2 separate regions of the Cricetulus griseus genome follow, and region 1 is linked to region 2. Evidence: chromatin contacts called from public Hi-C data. All regions are on one chromosome and are shown on one strand. Each heading gives the region's core, a stretch centred on a gene start, on an enhancer-like site or on the middle of the called end of the contact. The rest is flanking DNA. Distances are from core to core; before and after follow the strand shown.

What was found. Hi-C and Micro-C count contacts between places; a contact is called where the count stands out from the background.
Region 1: a contact with region 2 is called in a Hi-C map of the CHO-K1 cell line, with 4 times the contacts expected there. The contact joins the promoter of Tm2d3 here to the promoter of Snrpa1 in region 2. A contact is called at or near these places in 6 of 8 Hi-C or Micro-C datasets (the CHK-Q cell line, the CHL-YN cell line, the CHO-K1 cell line and 2 more).

What each region holds. Positions count from the first base shown.
Region 1 is chr3:131,569,542-131,576,151 of CriGri-PICRH-1.0, reverse strand. It overlaps Tm2d3 (TM2 domain-containing protein 3), which reads left to right and starts at 5,193. Exons shown (of 4, transcript XM_035442464.1): 1 at 5,193-5,540. The coding sequence starts at 5,208. It overlaps Tars3 (threonine--tRNA ligase 2, cytoplasmic), which reads left to right. Exons shown (of 19, transcript XM_027408092.2): 17 at 635-707; 18 at 1,919-2,033; 19 at 3,260-3,847. The coding sequence ends at 3,408.
Region 2 is chr3:131,213,288-131,220,022 of CriGri-PICRH-1.0, reverse strand. It overlaps Snrpa1 (U2 small nuclear ribonucleoprotein A'), which reads left to right and starts at 3,352. Exons shown (of 9, transcript XM_027408099.2): 1 at 3,352-3,510; 2 at 5,297-5,444. The coding sequence starts at 3,429.

The sequences.
Region 1 (6,610 bases), core at 3,944-6,443, 350 kb before region 2:
CATCACCACCAGTCATAGCACTAAAAAGTGCCATTATTTGTAACAACTACTCACGCTGTCCTTTTATGGCCACTCATGCTCTATCCTACTTCTATCTACTAATCCAGCAACCATACACCTATTTTTTTCTCCACAATTCTGTCAGTTCAAGAATGTCACATAAATGGGGTCGTGCAGTATACAACCTTCTGATTGGTTATTTTTCATTCACTAGAATTTCCTCGAGAGCCATCTTTATTCTATCAGTTCACTGTGATTGCTTTTGGTATTCCAAAGTGTGGTTGACCATGCTGGACTGTTCACCTGTTGCAGCACAATTGGGTGTTTTCAGTCTGGAGCTGTTCTAAGTAAAGCCACTGTGGGTATCAGTGTGCAGGTGCTGGGTAGACACAAGACTTCTGGAATAGATGCCCAGGGGTGCAAGAACGTGTCCTCCCTCTTTTCCTCTCAAAATTTCAGGCTTCCTTCTCTGTCTGCTCTGATACCTGCCAACTTAAAGTTGCATTTGCTTCTGTGCCATTTTACCAATACTACTGTCTTGTAAAGCTCGCCCTGAGAAAGCGTTGCTACTTTTAATCACATAAGTGGTCATTTGGAAATGACTTTGAACACACATATGTTATATATTTTTCAGGCCTCTCTGGCTGTCTCCTCGCCAGGTAATGGTCATTCCTGTAGGTCCAACTTGTGAAAATTATGCACTTCAGGTAAGATTACAGACATTTGAAGTATACAATAACTTGCCATGTATTCTGTGTAGGTCATTGACTTGAAATGTCATGCATGCTACTGCTGGTGGTGGTGGCGGCAGCGGCAGTACATGCCACACCTTTAATCCCAGCACTCGGGAGGCAGAGGCAGGCAGATATCTGTGAGTTTGAGGCCAGCCTAGTCTACAGCATGAGTTCCAGGACTGTTACACATAATAAGCATGTTGACAACACCTGTGCTTTCAGTCATTGGGAACAATACATGAATTGTGTCTGTGGAGCTGCATCAGAACTGCTTTCTTAATGTTTTTGAGAAATGGGTATTTTTCGAGCACTTCACACTTCCTCTTTCCCTTGTGCCTTTATTGGGGAAGAATACCTTATTATCTGCAGTTTATAACAACAGATGTTTATTTTCTTACTTTCAGGGGTGAGAGGTCAAGAGTCTGGGAGCAGCTTAACTTGTTGATTCTATTTTCTATTTTTAAACTTAAAAAAAATTTATTTACTTATGTAGGCTTTTTTAAAAGACATGATCTCTCTATGTAGCTCTGGCTGTCCTGGAACATAAACAAGGCTGGCCTGGAACTCACAGAGATCCTCCTGTCTCTGCCTCCTGAGTGCTGGGATTAAAGGCGTGCATCACTACACCTGGCTCATTCATTTTCTGTCTATGAGTGTTTTCCTGCCTGTCTATATGTGCACCATATTTGTGCCTGGTGCCCGAAGAGTTTAGAAGAGGGTACCAGAGCCCCTGGAGCTAGATGGGGATGAGAGTGGGGTTCTGAACATCACGTGTGTGCTGGGAACCAAATTTGGGTCCTCTGCAAGAGCAATGCTTGCTCTTAACTGCTGAGCCATCTCTTCAGCCCCCAAGCTAAAGTTCTATCATGGTGTCTCTCAAGGCTGCAGCTAAGGACACAGGCGCCATGCTCATGTGTGAGCTGCTTCTCAGGCTGTTGAAATGCCCCCCAGAGCAAGGGATCTGGAGAGAGTCAACCTAGGCTTGCCAACACAGGCTTTGGCAACCTAGATTTAGTAGTAATATGCCCTCCCTTCCATGCCTTTCTATGACTCACACAGACCAAATTTGAACAAAATGGCAATCCCTGCACAGGGTGTTAGTACTAGGATATGGGAAACAGGACTGCTATGGAGTCTGGATACCATAAAGAACATAATGACAGACATATCTCTCTATCTTCTAGGTGTCCAAGGAATGTTTTGAAGAAGGCTTTATGGCTGATGTGGACTTAGATGAGAGTTGTACACTAAATAAGAAGATAAGGAATGCACAGCTGGCTCAGTATAATTTTATTTTGGGTAATTTAAACTTATACACTTTTTCAGATGCTTGGCTTGGGGCTTTACTTAAAGAAAATAAAAAGGAGGAAGATGTTGTAACTACTTATCCCAAGTCAAGCTGACTGTTGAATTGTAGTGTACAAGGAAGTGTCCTGCAGCTCCACAAGAAGTCTGTAGTGCAGCATCACTAGCAGCAGTTAACATTTAAGCCCAAATGGAGACAGACACCTGCCCCACCCTAATGCAAGGCCCAGATGCTCCCCTTTGATTTTCTGGTTTATTAGAAACTTGGGCTAAACTATATGTAGAAAAGATTCAAAATTTTAAATGATCAAAAGAAAAGATGATTAAGTAACATTCTCAGAGATATGTAATTGGGTACAAAGTCCAAAAATTTGGTTTTAAAAAAAGAAATAAAAATTAACAATAAAGTCAAGAGAAACTGATATTAACATGCCTGGAGGTACGGTATGGATATGTCCTGTAAGTTAAAAGATTCTGTAGCAAAAAGAAAAAATAAAATGCCTAGAGTTGTTCTGTCAACAGTTGTTCACTGATAATGTTTGCCTTGTAGAAAGAATTGGATGTTTCCATTAGGCTTTTTCTTGTGTTATAAATCTTGTATTATCTTACTGGAAAGGTGCCAGAGTGACTGATGACCAGAAAGGTAGAATTAATAGCCAAGCTATTGAAAAGGTAACCAGGAACTCAGCCCTCACTAGGACCATGTCTCTCCATTTCTGTTTCCTGTTTTGCTCTGTTTCCTTTATACTTCTGTTTCCTTTATACTTTTGAATAGTCTCTTAATTCCACTTCACAGTTTCTTCTTTCTGTGTGGAAAGAAACATGGGTGCAGATTCCTGCATCTTCTCACAGATAGATTACTAGAACAAACAGGCTTTCCCCCACATTCTATAAAATTCTGGTTGGCTTGCCTGGATCCAGCCACATGATATTTCCTTGGAATCATCAAATAGGATAGAAAGAATCAGATGTCTGTAAAAGTTCCCTTCCCATTTGTGTCCCAAGACCACAATAGTGTATTCTGAACTAGACAGGAAAGAGGCATAGATGCCATCCCTCCCCTCAATACACTTAACTATTGAGGGAGGACCTAATGCTCAATAGACTGAAGTTTAGTAAGTAATATTGAGAGGAAACTCAGACTGAACCAAATGACTGTTAACTTCATGGTAGGTAAATCATTAATATTAACCATGTTTATTTCACTTTCTTTTCTACAGTGGTTGGTGAAAAGGAAAAGATAAATAATGCAGTAAATGTTCGAACAAGAGACAACAAAATTCATGGAGAAATTTCAGTAGCTTCTGTCATTGAAAAATTGAAGAACCTAAAAAAATCGCGTACTCTAAATGCTGAGGAAGACTTTTGAAGTCTGTTCCTTGTATTTCTATGTTTTTCTGAGAACTTAAGATATTAGTACTTCTAAGAACCTTGGGGCTACTAATGAGTCCATCTAAAAGGAAAATGATTATTTGATATATACATATTTTATTTTAATTCATTGTGTTCTGAGACTAAATAGGAGAAGCTGGAGAAATTCACAAGAGATCAAGACTTCAGAGACCTCACTGGTAAAATGGTATTCATTCAAAGAGGGAAACACTAGTGAGAATTATCAAAGTTATGCTGTGTTGTTTCTCAGTAGTCATGCTTCCAGGCTGGGGGCTGTAGGTTTGTGACTACAGCATCTGCCTTGCATGTATGAGGCCCTGGGCTCATCCCCAGCAATTGCCACCTCTCAACCAACAACAAAAATAGACTTTAAATAAAAGCCCATGGTCCTTTTTGAACATGGGTATGTGTGTGTGTGTGTGTGTCTTATTTTCTAATACACATGTCTCAGGTATTTCTATGGCTGTTTTACTAAAGATTACACTAAAATTTCATGTCCAAGGTTGGAATTGTTACATCATTTAGCAATGTTAAGAGAAGTACTAATATTTTGTTAGTGACAAAGGAATATGAACCTCAAAGAAATTTTGTGGAATCTGTTATTTGTCTTGTAGGCTAAGAGTTGCAGTTTTACTGCTTCTAAACCACAATTTCTTATTTATCATTAGAAAAAAGTAAAGTCCCAAATAAAATGCATCGCACAGTGTTTCTAGAACCTCTGCAATGTATATGCCACGCCACATTTGCTTTCCTAGGTTTGAATTACTGGGGAGTTTCACTTATTTGTTGAATCAAGTGTATTTCAGACTTTTTTTTTTTAATGAGATAGGATCTCAACTATGTCTGCCTCTGGACTGTATTTCTGATAGTTTTTAAATTATTTTTTATTATTTTATGTGTATGGTTGTTTTGTCTGCCTGTTTGTCTGTGCACTACAGGAGTGCATGATGCCTACAGAGGCCAGAAGAGGGTACCAGATCCCTGGAACTCTACTTATGGATGGTTGTGAACCAACATGTGGGTGCAGGAAATCCAACCTAGGTCCTCTGGAAGAGCAGCCAGTACTCTTGACTCTCCAGCCCCTGTATTTCTGATTTTAACTGAAAGGATTTAATTAGGTTCCAAACCTTACTGTCTTGGAACATAATTAAAATAGCTGTATGCCAAAGAGAATTTAGTTACAGGTTTATTTCAGTAGGTGCTGCAGAATTCAAATTAAGTGCAGAAAGGAACCTGTCTTTGACATATTAATCAGTTAGTGTCATAGATGAGAGCAGTGTGAAGGGGTAGAGTGCAAATTGTGACCATTTTTAAAGCTAACGTTTACTTTGGTTTTGTTGGATGCCAGGCGCCATTTCATGTACTTTATCACTTATCAGATGTACAAGTGGGAGAATGGGGAGTTTGGGGACTCCAGAGTGCTTGTCAGCAAAATACAGGCATAGGGAAGAAGAGGCATATCAACAGCATGTTTCCTGAGGTATGTGTGATGGAAACAGTGCAGGTTGCCGAGAGCAGCTCCCCTCCTCAAGGTTGGTGGTTTCTCTTGGTCAGGCAGGGCTGGGATTCTTCTTACGTAAAAAAATCCCTCACATTCGGCTCTTGTCCTAGGTCCCTGAGGCCTGGCCTGTTTTTTCCAGTCTCAGAGGAACTGTAAGAACCGTGTGTCCCCCAAAGTTAGGCTTTGGTGAAACGTAGTAAAGCCAAAGTCCTGGGTCCTGACCACCTGTCCCTCTTGGAGCTACTTCCCTAGCTGTATGGGTCAGCTGAAATCAAATGGGTAACATCATTACCGCCGTCTCCCAGTGGAAAGAGAGGGACCCCTCTTCAAAGAGCGTGAGGGCGATTCAGGTCCCAGTCACCTCCGGCCGTGGGCCACCGTGCTGGAAACCCGCGGTGCCCACCACAGAGCCGGAGCCCAGCAGCAGTGCGCCTGCGGGCCGCGCCCGGACACGCCCCCTTCGGCGCGCCCCACAGCCCCGCCTCCTGGCCCGGAAGTGCGCACGCGCACCGGCAAGATGGAGGCTGCGGCGGAGCCGCTGCGGTCTGTCCGCCGCCTGTCCCGCGTGCTGCTCTTCCTCTCCCAGTGCTACATTCTGTCGGGCGATGGTGAGTTCAAGGCCGGGGGCCGCACCTGGAGAGCTGGTGGCACGAGGGCCCCAGGACCCGCGGGAGGCCGGCGACAGACGACCGGGCGCCCCAGCCCTCCGGGCGGAGGCCGCGCCGCGCTCCAGCCGGGCCGGAAAGCCCCGCGTTCCCTAGCGGCCGTAGCCCAGAACCCCAGTCCTCCCGGTCGTTTCCGTTTCACGAACCATATCTGCCCTGCGCAGCCCCTACCCGAGTAGCACACAAACCAAGGGTACCATATCCCAGGATAACATGTTTCTCTAATTGTAGGATCCTTAAATTTAGAGCATTCGCAGCCGCTGGCTCAGTCAATAAAGGATCCGGGCCCAACACGCACATTCACAATAGTTCCCAGGGCAGCAGGTACTAGACATTTTCTATTCTGGTAAATGTGCATATTTCTATCGAATAGGTTTCCCCTTTCTCTGTTTTCGATAAACATTTCTTTAGATAACAAGTCACCTTTCTATTTTGGCCGTTTAATGTGTTATTTAGATATGCAAATTAAGGGCAGATAGCCACCGGTTTGATATTTGATTCCTTTTTGAAATCTATGACTCACCTCTTCATCCAGCCCCACACTCCTCATTTCTGTTTATTATTTTCTACTGTCTCCCAGTTCCTTAACCACTGCTACTTTCCTTTGAATTAAAAATAAGAAGTCTACAGTGCCTCCCCAATGCTGTTCGAAGGCTGATTGAATACCTGGAGTATAAGCCGGGTGGGTGGGGTCGTACTATTGAGAGCTAGAGGATATTACCCCTTTGGGGCCTTTGTTTCCTCAATCTTTCCGGCCACTGTAGTTAGCCTGACCTGTGACCATTTCCGTTTTGTGATTTGAACCGTCCAGCCTCAGGTCTCATGGAGATAGTTATTGGGGGAAAATGTTATTTATTTTACAGAGTTGACCACTTTGGTCCATTTTTCAAGTATTCCTGTTTTGCTAAGTGGATGCTGGCTCTGTGGGCTTTTAAAGTTCCATATTTCAGTGACTTGGACTTGAAACTGGCAGAGGTATTTCGATTATTATTTTGGCATACCTACTAACAACA
Region 2 (6,735 bases), core at 2,103-4,602:
ACAAGCATAACTGAGGTAATGATAAAAAGTAAATCTTGAATGTTCTTTTATAAAGCATGTATTATTAAAACACTATGTTATTATGCAAGTAAACCCATGGAACAGAAAAGCTAGTCCAAAAGCACACTGCCACAAGTTTGGAAACTTGGTTTTGACAAGAGTGGCTTTGGAGAGCAGTGTGGAAAGGATGGCCTTTGAATATGGTGTTGAGTCAACTTAATTTTTAGATGGGGGAAACAAGTATATCTTGGTCGATTCCCTCCTATATTGATTCCAGATTGATTCCCAGCAGACTGCATTAGTGAGGTATGTCTGGTAGGAAGGTATTTCCCCATAAGTTTAATTGAAAAAGATCCACTATGAATAAAGATAATACTATCCCATGAACTGGGTTCACAGCCATATTAAAAAAAAATAAAAGAGAAAGTGAGCCGATTACAATATTCACCTCTCTCTACTTCCTGACTGCAGAAGCAATGTGAGCAGCTGCCTCAAATGACTACAGCCATGACTTTTGCATCATGCCCACAATGATGGGAGATGTAATACCTAGTTGTAAGCTAAAATAAACCTTTCTGTCATTAAGTTTCTCTGAGGCATACTACCTCAGAGTCTCTTGGTGAATGATGCATGGCATATCAAAACGAAAGACCAAGAGGTAGGGAAAGGGATCAGCAATGAAGAGTGCTTGCTGCACCAACGTGAGAACTGAGTTCAAGTCCCCAAGACCCACATAAAAAACCAAGTGTGGTAGTTGTGGGCCTATAACCCCAATTCTGGGGGATAAAGTGGACATTGACACACAAGGATCACTGAGGGACTGGGACTTGTTTACCACCAGCCTACCTGTAGACACTTTTTTTGTTTGTTCTTTTGAGACAGGGTTTCTCTGTGTAGCTTTGGAGCCTATCCTGGCACTCCCTCTGGAGACCAGGCTGGCCTGGAACTCACAGAGATCTGCCTGCCTCTGCCTTCTGAGTGCTGGGATTAAAGGCGTGCACTACCAACGCCCAGCTACCAGCCTACCTCTAGGTTCAGTGAGAAACCTTGTCTCAAGGGAATAAGACAGAGAGTACTAGAGTCAGACACCTACTCCCTTCTCTACCCCCCCCAGATGCCCACAAGTAGATGCACTCACATTTACTAAACACACACACACACACACACACACACACACACACACACACACACACACACAAATGCAATGATCATAGGTGGGTGGTGGTGGCACTTGCCTTTAATCCCAGCACTCAAAGGCAGAGGCAGATGCATCTTGGAGTTCTGGTCAAGCCTGGTCTAAAAATCCAGTTCCAGGACAGCCAGGGCAACACAGAGAAACCCTGTCTTGAAAAACAAACAAACAAACAAACAAAAATGTGCAATGATCTGCTGGGTATGGTGGTGAAATGATCCATGTGAGATAGTTATTGACAATCACAATTACTAAGCCAAGCAGGAGTATCTAAGTCCCATTATTAGCCAGCAACCAAGAGTGACCTCAGAGTCTCTTGGTGTTGAAGCTCAGGAGTACAGCATTTTAAAAGACTAAAACCACATTCACATTCACATTGAGGGGGATCAACACAACATTTGTCATTTTGCAGAGCTTAGTAGTATTTTCTAGACACCACATGACAATTACTTCTGATTTGCACTTTGTCTTAGTTATTTGAATTTTATATTTTAGCCTGCACAAACATCAGTTATTCTGCTTCATACATCTGGACCATGATCGGTGACATGGACAGTCCCAAAAGCATTGCCAAGATATGTGGCCCTTGGAGAGGGAGAGGAAGCTGTGGAATGTCTAGGCACAAAACAGAGTCAGGACATGATGGCATTACCTTAGCCATTTCAGTGGTGCCTATCTGTAACCACAGCACTTGGGAGACTGAGTTGGGAGGATTGCAGTGATTTACAGGCCAGCCTGAGCTTCAGTGTGAAACCCTGTCTTAGAATAACCAAAATCAGGGCTGGGGATGTGGCTCAGTAGAGTACCTGCCTCAGCATGCACAGAAACTCAGAGTCCACTCCCACCACTACATGAGCTCAATCCAATCATCCCAGCACTTGGAGGTGGAGGCAGGGAGGTGAGATGTTCAAAGTCATCCCCTGACTTAGCCATTACAGCTCTTTCAGAGGACCTGAGTTCATTTCCAGCAACCACCTGTAACTCCAATCTCAGAGAATTTAGCATCTCTGAAGTCTGTGGGTATCTTCACCCATGTGCACAAAACCACACAGGTAATTTTAAAAAAAGATTTAAAGAATGCTTTTCTGCTTTTGCAGAGGACTGGAGTTCAGCCTGTAATACACATGTCCACAGGATTACAACAGCTAGTTCCAGGGAATCTCAGGCCATAAGCCTCCCCTGGCACCCACAAACAAGTGGCATATACACTAATTAATAAGCTAAGATAAAAAATAAGCGCACTAATTCGTAGAATTGGGTTCCTGGCCGTCTTTGGGGACAGAGGCCAAGGCTCTGCAGGTGTGTGTGTTCACTCTGTTGGCATTCATCAAATGTCAGGTTTCTGATGTGTGTACGCCCCTGCTCTTCATATGAATTTTGTTGCTGTTGTTGGTTTTTTTCAAGCCGGGTTTTCTCTGCATAGCCCTGGAACTCGCTCTGTAGATCAGAATGACCTGGTCTCATCTCACAGATCTGGCCTCCCAAATGCTGGGATTAAAGGCGTTCCCCGCCACGCCCAGTTTACAATATGAATATCATTTAAGCTTTATTTTATTTTTATGTTTGCGATTGCCGGTGTCCGAGGAGGTTAGAAATGGGCGACGAATCCCTGGGGCTGTAGTTACAAGCAGTTGTGAGGTGCACAACTGGGTACTGAAATGAGACTCCTTTTGCAAAAGTCTTTTGCAAAAGCAGCAAGTGCCCCTAACCTCTATGCCATCTCTCTGGCTAGCCCCTCGACATCAATACTTAAATGTCTAGACGCCGCAAGTCCACCCTGAGGCTTTAAGGTGACCATACTAGCTCGGATGTTGCCCATCTTAAGGCAGTCCAGCCGAATGGCCCAGCCTTGTCTCTGCTGGACCGCAAATCTTAGAAACCTGAATCCCTGAAGCTTTGGCGGAGTGTCCGCCCCCTGTTGGACAATCCCAAATACCCCAGCCTCGAGGTTCACTGAAGTGAGAGTGCCTCTCTCGTGTTCTTATCTTTTGGACACAAATATCTGGAATCTGGGCTCGCCACACTCCAGGAACGCACCAGCCAAGAAGAACCAAGAAGCAAAGACGACGATCGCAACGCCCGGCGGTGCCTTCGATCGATTGCTTTAGCCTGGTGGTCGAGGTGAGCGCCGCTCCGATTGGTTTTGTCTGGCAGCGCGGCGCGGTGCACCCTGGGACACGGCACTGGCGGGAGGCGCAGGCCGGTGGCCGAGGTGAGGGGACTCGGCGGCGGCAGGATGGTGAAGCTGACGGCGGAGCTGATCGAGCAGGCGGCGCAGTACACCAATGCTGTGCGGGACCGCGAGCTGGATCTTCGCGGTGAGTTAGGGGGATCGCGGGCTGTGTCCGGGCTCGGCGCGAGGCCGGGAGGAGCGGGCCCCGCCGCGTGCGCGGAGGCCGGAGCCTGGCCCGGGGGCCTCCCGCCCGGGTTTAGGGTACCTCCTCCGATCGCCGGTCCCTCAGGACCCTTTGGAGCCGTCTGTTACCCGCTCCCGCTAACAGACACGGCTTCTCCGTTCCTTCCCGGGTCCGTATTCGTTAGGCTTTGCCCGGCATGCTCAGCAGCCTGAACTGTTTGAGGGCCAGGAAAATAGAAAATGGTATCTTCCGGACCGCGACCGGCTGGTTTTTAGCAAATGCGTTAATATGACACGTGAGGGTAGATTAGATATAAGTCAAAGTTATCTTAATTATACAATAATTCCATTTTGGGTCTGCTCATTTGTTTTTTGAGACAGGGTCTCCTGTACTCAGAGCTGGCTTCAAACCGCTGTGTAGTTAGGGACGTTCTCGAACTTCCGGCCCTCTTGCCTCCACTTCCCGGCGCTGGGTTTAAACGTGTGCCCCATGTTTATATGGTGCTGCGGATGAACCCAGGATTTTGTTCTTGATAAACAAGCACTCGCCCCACAGAACCAGGTCCCCAGCCCCTGATAATTCACTTTTATAAGAAGGTGTTTTCTAGCTTGATCTGTTTGACCAAGGCTTATAGTCATCACTCCCATGTGAGGGGTGGTGAACACTAACCTGTTGAGTAGAGCTTGGTTTAAAAAAACAAAAACAAAACACAGCATTAGCTGGGCAGCGGTGGCACACGCCCGGCACTCGGAAGGCAGTGGCAGGCGGATCTCTGAGTTCGAGGCCAGCCTAGTCTCCTGTGTCGAATAAAACAAGAAAATGACAATAATAACAAAATATAGCATTGAAAGTGCAGTTATCTACTTTTCAGGAGATGGCTTTGAAAGGGGTTAGGATTATATAACTGTGTCATGAGGCAACCACAGTCTCGGGGACTATACTCTGCCATTTGCTAAAATGCCTTGCTGACCTATAGAAAATCCTAGTGCTTTTGTTAGACATTAGCTTTCTCAGACAAAAGTCCATTTCAGAGGTATCTGAACCCTTTTACTGTCTTGGCACACAGTTTTGGTCTCTGCTGCATCTCTGAAGACCATGCAGTCTTGATAAAGCTTATTTTATTGCGCTCTTTCACAACTGAGTGAAAGTTGTGTACTAAGTTTCTCTTCTTCCTTTGGCACCTAGCTCGATGGTTATGCCCATTAGACAATCAAGGGGATGTTCACAGTGTGGTTTGTGGTTGTATAGACACCATTTTCAGCTCTGAATTGGAGCTGGTGGAGAAGAGAGTGAGTCAGGATAGCATGAGGATATACTGCTGAGTTATGTGAATGGTTTAGAAGGCTGGTCACCAGTGTCCCAGCAAGACTTGAGCATTAACAGTAAGCAGTGTTAACTTGACATAGAGCCTGACACTCTTAAGAACTTTGAACAGTGTAAATACCTTGTAGATGTTCTCATAAACAGTGGACACCAATATTACTAAGTATACGCCTGTGTTCTTGTTCTTGCCTTCAACCTCCTCTTCAAGTTTACTGCATGACCACACGCTTCGAGGCAGTAAGGACCCTGTAACTCATTTGTCACTTATCTTCAGTATTTTTGTACAGAGTGTGACATGGCACCCGTGCCGGTTTAATACTTCTTGAATGAGTACTTTGAGTCTAATTACAATCAGATGCTCCTACTGTTTTCAGGACCTTTCATTTATATTAATATTTGCTGTATGTATTTTTCCCCTCTACAGGATATAAAATCCCTGTCATTGAAAATTTAGGTGCTACCTTAGACCAGTTTGATGCTATTGATTTTTCTGATAATGAGATCAGGAAACTGGATGGTTTTCCTTTATTGAGAAGACTGAAAACATTATTAGTGAACAACAACAGAATTTGGTGAGTGTCTGCTAGTGAGAATACTTTTCTACCTTGAAAAGATGTTACAATGTACCCTGAAGAAAGACATGATTTGTTTTTAGTTTTCATTTTATGTATATTAGTGTTTGGCCTGCAAGTGTGTCTGCACTATCTGTATACCATTGTGGTGCCTTTGGAGGCCAGAAGAGGGTGTGAGTTCCCTGGAGCTGGAATTACAGACAGTTGTGAGCTCTCATGTGGGTACTAGGAATAGAATCTGGGTCCTCCGGAAGAGCAGCCAGTGCTCCAGCCTCTCCATGTCTCTTCTTAAAGGGAGGAATGAATCGAGCACTTTTTCTAAGAGATTGGGAGACTAACGTGGGCATTGGTCTGACCTTACTTGCTATCTTCAGAGATCTTTAGTATTCGTAGTTGATACTAAACTTTGAATTTAAATTTAAAACATGTTGCTCTGTATACATTTCAGATTCTAGAGCAATTACCAACAGCATCATAATAAAAATGATTTATAAAAGTCAGGTGTAGTGGTGCCCACCTTTAATCCTAACAGTTGGAAGGCTGAGGCAGTCCAGCCTTGTCTCCACAGCAAGTTACAACTGATGCTACAGAGTGAGACCCTGTCTCAATAACATCCTTTTTGTTTGTTTGTTTTTCAAGACAGGTTTTTCTCTGTGTAACTTTGGAGCCTGTCTTGGAACTCACTTGGTAGACCAGGCTGGCCTTGAACTCACAGAGATCCTCCTCCCTCTCCTTGCCAAGTGCTGGAATTGAATATGTGCACTACCACCTGGCTGTTTATCAGCTTCATATAAAAATTGAATTAATATAGTTATTAAGGAAGGTTTCTCGTACCTGGTACTGGTGTTTCTGTTAGGGTCAGTGCCTCTTGTGGGAATTATTGTCAGGGGACCGGAATTGCTGAAGACATAGCTTTTATTAAGGAAAGTTTCTAGGGGCTGGAGTCATGGCTCAGTGGTTAAGCCTACTGGCGGCTCCTTTTCCAGTTCAGATGAAGTGGGTTCTTCTCCTTCCCAGACCAGTGTGGCAGTTCACAATTCTAGTTCCAGGGAATTCAAGGCCCTTTTCTGGCTTCTACAGGCACCAAGCACACAATCAGTATGCAGACATAAGTGCAGGCAAAACACCTATACACATCAAAGCACTGAGTGGTGTTTTTAGATAGAAGCCATTTTCATGATTAATATTTTCTTAGGATGAATGTGTTACACCAGCTGTGTGAATGCAGAGTCATTGGTTTTTGAGTTTTCTGAACAAAAAGTTGTAAATTTTTTTCTGCCCTGGAATCCCA